Linked DNA regions of Rattus norvegicus: region 1 is linked to region 2. The links are chromatin contacts, called in public Hi-C maps. All regions are on one chromosome and are shown on one strand. The core of a region is the stretch at or near the end of the contact, and the rest is flanking DNA. Distances in the headings are between cores, read along the strand shown. Region 1 holds the start of Prex1 (phosphatidylinositol-3,4,5-trisphosphate-dependent Rac exchange factor 1). Region 2 overlaps Prex1 (phosphatidylinositol-3,4,5-trisphosphate-dependent Rac exchange factor 1).

What was found. Hi-C and Micro-C count contacts between places; a contact is called where the count stands out from the background.
Region 1: a contact with region 2 is called in a Hi-C map of liver, with 1.8 times the contacts expected there. The contact joins the promoter of Prex1 here to the enhancer-like site in region 2. A contact is called at or near these places in 4 of 12 Hi-C or Micro-C datasets (Schwann cells, liver and prefrontal cortex).

Annotation. Positions count from the first base shown.
Region 1 is chr3:175,874,444-175,877,143 of GRCr8, forward strand. Prex1 (phosphatidylinositol-3,4,5-trisphosphate-dependent Rac exchange factor 1) reads right to left here and starts at 1,321. Exons shown (of 40, transcript NM_001135718.2): 1 at 1,013-1,321. The coding sequence starts at 1,216.
Region 2 is chr3:175,784,417-175,787,116 of GRCr8, forward strand. The region is part of intron 5 of Prex1 (phosphatidylinositol-3,4,5-trisphosphate-dependent Rac exchange factor 1); the gene reads right to left. Among named protein-coding and RNA genes, the nearest start is that of Rnu6-760, 76 kb to the right of the region's middle. Within about 2 kb of position 1,320, at least 9 of the 93 cell types and tissues checked have an H3K27ac peak or open chromatin away from gene starts, as enhancers often do. A contact at or near this core is called in liver, where this site is marked.

The DNA.
Region 1 (2,700 bases), core at 71-2,570, 90 kb after region 2:
CTCTCTCTCTCTCTCTCTCTCTCTCCCCCCCCCCCACACACACACACACACACACAACTGTAAGAGAGGAAGAGATGGAAAAGAAAGCCACCCTGTCTTATTCTCACAGGCCTTTCCAGAAGGATCCTTGGGCCAAACGTCTTTCAATGCTTCTACACAGCGTGCCCCCCTTCGTACTCCCTCCTCCCGGAGTGGGAACCCCCGACCTCACACAGACTCCCCTGCATCCTTAAGCCACTGAATGTCTCTTTCTCCCAAATGTAGAGAACTCCAGTGTGATTTGGGGAGTGGAGGGGGTCTCTGAAACACACACACACACACACACACACACACACACACACACACACACACACACACGCCTTCCTGAATCAGGGCTAAGACTTCCTCCAACCCAAGAAGGGAGTTAAAGCGGCCCCAGCAGGAGGCACGGAGATTAAAGCCCTCAGGTCTCCAAGACCAGCCCATCTCACCCCCTCCAGTTTTCTCACTTCCTAGGAGGGTAGGGAAGTGGCCCCTTCCTCATTCTCACTAGAGACACCAGGGCAACTACGCAACGGTGTTTAAAGCCCCCGCGGGGCTGCCCTGGGTCACCGCCTTGCATCCAACCCCACGGCCTGCAGTACTATCCAGAGCAAGGGACTCAACCTCTCTAGAGCCGAACTCTTCCCTGATCTTAAGGATCAGAAAATATAAGTGCCGTACTGATGAGCCCATTAACGGGACAGCCTGATGATACCGGTGTAAGGTGCGTGGTACACGGACGCACTCGGATGCTGTTTTGCAGTCTAAGGCTGTAGCTCTGCAATTCGAGCTGGGGTAAGGCTCCAGAGCCCAGAGGTCCCCGATGCAGCTAAGGAGCCCCTGTCCGGGCTTCTCCCTTCACTGGCCCCCCAGCGGGGCGGCCCCGGGCAGCGGCCCCGCGGATGTAACCATTTTCAAACTATGCACAAGGCGGGGAACCACAGACAAAAGCGCAGCGCGGGCCGGCCGGCCACAGGTGGCGGGAGCTCACCGACTGCAGGAAACGCAAGGTGCCCACGTAGTCGCGCTCGGTGGCCAGGATCTCGTTGAGTACGCACAGACGGAGGCGCAGCTGGCGCTCCGAGTCGCGGGCGGCCGCGCATGGCCCGGAGCTGGGACCGCGAGCATCGGGATGCGCACCGTCCCCGCCTGGGTCCCCGCCGCCATCGCCACTACCGCTGCCGGGCGCCTCCATCGCCGCGCGGCGCCCGAACTTCCCGCGCCGAGGTCGCGCCGCGGCTCAGGCGTCCGGGCTCCGCATCCCGGACAGGCGCCGCTCAGCGGGCCCGGGGCAGGCGGAGCGGGGGCGGAACTTGGGCGGAGCCATAGCAAAATGGGGCGGAGCCTTGGTGGAGAGGGCGGGGAGTTGGGCGGGTAAGGAGGCGGGGTTAATTTGCGAGAGGGCGGGGGGGGGTCCCTGTAGAAAATGGACGGGGTTGGGGCGGGACCTTATGAAAAAACTGGGCGGGGCCTAATGGAGAATAGAAGGAGCTAGGGCGGAGGCTTGTGGTATTGGGCAGGGATTGGGCGGAGCCACCACCCGGCTGCCAGGGAGCGTCAGCCAAGAGCCGGTTCGTGCGTGCGCCGCACAGGCAGAGTTCGGAGCGGGAGACGCGTCGCTTCGGACGCCCCTCAGGTCCTGGCTCTGCTTAGTCTATAGGCCAAGACTCATTGAGTAGGTCTGCAAGAGCAGCTCGCGCCACCCACGCGTAGGAAGCGCCCAGTGGGTGATCTGTAGGGGTCGGATCAGCGACCACCACGCGCATCGCCTGACGCCCAGAAGAGCTGTTCGACGCTCCCACCGACAGGGCCGCTTATGCCCTGGGCCTGCGGCGACCTTGAAGAACTCTGGATGCATCTTTTTCCTCCCTTCTGTTTCTTTCCCTCGGAGCTCTGCGCTTACTGTCCCAGCGCTCCCCATCCCTAAGCAGAGGTGCCCGTTTGGATGATCTCTACAAGAGGCAGCCCTCATACCCACCTGAGATAAGGCCAAAATGGGAATTTTGCTACCAGCCGGCAGGCTGCTCAGTGTGACCTTGATCTTGCAAACTTTCAGCTAACGTTCTCACCCCGCCCCCCTTTACAGTAGAGTGTGGACCCTCGATAGGCACTGGGATCCCTTCAGCTTCTAGGATTCAGCCACTCACCGATGACCTTGTTAGCATCTCCACTCCGCCTAAAGCCTAAAGGTTTGCCTCAACGTACAATGGAAAGAACAGCAACACCTAACTTTTTAGGGACCATAGACCCTGGAAAGGGATTTTAACAACCTAGAAAGTCTTATCTCTGCTCTTAATTATTCCTGCCTTTGTCAACTGCCCTCTTGACCCCGCCTCTAAACTGCATGTTCAGACCCTACCTGCCCCGCCTCAGATCTATTATCTCCTATGGAGTCAGTCCCTGTTTCACGAAATAACCTCTCTAGAGTGTCATCATCTCTGGGGCAGGAACATTATCGCCTATTTACTTCCCTTCGAAATGCCTGGAATAGTTCTCTAGGGCCTTGGAGTAAAACAGTCTTTTGTGCAAGGTTAGAAGAGACTGTGGTAGCTGCTGCCTTGTTCCTTTGGGGCCTTGGGCACAGTGACATTTGACGTGGGCTTTGGCATGAGCGAGGTTTTCTGGGTATATGGATATAAAGTGGTGAGCCCATCAGGTATTGGATATGGAATGAGTGTC
Region 2 (2,700 bases), core at 70-2,569:
AGATGGGCAGGCCACAGAGGTGGCCACAGACCCTGGTTGCCCCAGCTTTCTTAGTGAAATGGACAGGGGGAAATGCCCCCTGGGGCTCGTGCATGGCTCAGTGATAACCACTTGTCTTACGTATGTGTTCAAGGCTCACCCTGAATAAACGAACAGGCCTCTCGCCCAGAGGACACAAGACAGAGTGCATAAAGCATCCAGCCCAGCTGCCATCAGTTGACCCTTGTCTCAGACACAGGCAGGAACGTTATCAGGGCTGGACAGTGTTTTCCAGGGACGTGGCTCCATGAAGACCAGGCTAGCCTCACACTTGTCATTGAAGAATCCTAAACTCCTGACCCTCCGGCCCCTGCATCCTGAGAGCTGGGATTAAAGGCGTGTGTCACCACGGTCAGTTTGTGCAGTGCCGAGGGCAGAAGTCAGGGCTTCCTGCATCCTAGTCTATCACTCTACCAACTCACCTCCTGGCCGATCTCAACCAAAAGATCCCAGTCAGCCATCACCAGGTGTGGTAGGTGAGCCGTGGAGGAGGCTCAGGGGCCAGCAGCGGTGGTGATGATGCTGAGGTGACAGTGCCTGTGCCAGGCCCTCGACTTCCTCAGTCAGGGCACTAGGACAGCATCAGAGAAGTTTCCTGAACCAGACACCCCACCCACCAGACAGCCCCGGCTTTGCCACCATACCCTTCTCTATTTCCTGTGTTCACAGTCAATGTCCCCTGCCTCTCCTGCACGGGTACCAGCGTGGCTCTGGCCACTAACTGGATAAGCACGGGTCAGTCCCTCCTCAGCCTCAGCCTCACCCTGAGTCCCCTGGCTTGGCTTGAAAGACAGGTCATAGGCTATCTAGCAAAGGAAACTGGTGGCAGCCAAAGCCACTGGGGGGGAGGGGCTGGGATCTAAACTCAGAGCCACCAGCTTGCTCAGGACAACAAGGGATCAACCAAGCACCAGCCACACTTTGGTCATCCCCCACCCCACCCCCCGCAAAAGTCCCAGGGGGCCAGAATGGCCGGCAGCTTATTCACAGACAGCACCTGTCTCCTATCCCTTACGGCCTGAGCTGGAAGTTCAGCCACTCTCAGAGCGGTCCCCACAGGCAGCCAATGCTGGGCACTCAGAAGGAGGAAAGGCTCAGTTCCCTTTCCCAGCTGACTGCCCCTACCCCTATTTCTGCCTGAGGTCAGCAATGAGGGTGGGAACAGAAACTAAGCATAAAGGACAAGCTGGTAACGGGCCAAGCTGCAGGGGAAGTGCAGACTTTGGTGTCTCTGGCCACAGGGGAGTGTTGGCCCCACGCCACGAAGTTCCAAGAACCAAGAGCCACCCTTGTGCGTGCTTCCTCTAGGTACTCTCGTCAAGCTCTTAGGGGTGCGGAGTGCGGCAGAAGAGAACTGAGCAGCGGAGAGAACCCCACGATGTATAGACTTGTTCACTTTCAACCGTGAAGGGCACTCCTGGGAAAGGAGGCCCGGGCGGTGCATCGGAGTGCAACATCAAACCAGGCCACTTCCTTACCAAGTGCTAACTCAGTGGGCTGAATTCCAAATGGAAGAACCAAGACCGTACAACCGAGGGAAGAGAACAGAGAAGGAAGCCCTTGTGATCTAGGTCAGGCGATGTGGTCTCAGACACACTCACACGTAAAGCAGCCTGGATCATGACTGGATCAGAGCCATCATGTCCCCAAGGACACGTCCCAAAGGCAGGAAGGAGAGATGGCGGAACCATGTCCAAACTAGCCAAAAAAAAAAAAAAAAGACAATCCAGGGCTGAGGGGCAGGCAGCTCAGTGGGTAAAGCATTTGCCTTGCAAGAGAGAGAACCTGATTGTGGACCCTCAGAGCCCATCTAAAAAACCAGGCATAGCATATGCACCTATAAGCCCAGAGATGGTGAGGTGGGAGGCAGAGACAGGTAGATCCCTAGAAGAAGGACCAGTGAGAGTTCTGTCTCAAACAAAAGACAGAAGGTACCTAATGACAGACACAAGGGCCTTTTGACCTCCATACATACACCATGCATGCATGGTACATGCATATGCATACATGAATGAATGAATGAATGAATGAATGAATGAATGATAAGGAAGTGAAGTGTGGGGGCGGGAGAGGGTCCAAATGTGCAGTTTAACAACTGCTGCTCTTCCAAAGAACCTGAGTTCACTTCCAAGTGACTCCAGCTCCCAGGAATCTGGCCCCTCTGGCAACCACATTCACGTGCATGTGGACTCACACACACAGACACACACACACACACACACACACACACACACACACACACACAGAGGTAAAATAAAATAATTCTTTAAAAAATAAAATTGGTTTAGAGAGGCAGTCAGAGGGATGTCTCATCAAAGGAGGCGGCTTCTGCACCCAACCCCGTTTGATCCCTGGGACCTACGACCTACATGGTAAATGGTGAGAAATCCCTGTTGAATTCAGAACTCAGCCGAACTCAGGTTTCTCTGGGTAAAGGCAGAACAGAACCAGGGTCCAAGGAGACAGACTGCCATCCTGAAAACTCAGGGACCCACACCCAAAGTGACATTGCTGTGTGAACCTACGGGGCCCAAAGAGGTATTTCTGAGAGGAACTCCGAGCTGTTTGCTAAGCACCTCGGGAGAATGGTGACCACTGGGTCTCACTAGAGTTCCAGGGGTCCAGGAGTCAGATGCAGGGGACAGCGGCTGGGTGGAGTTA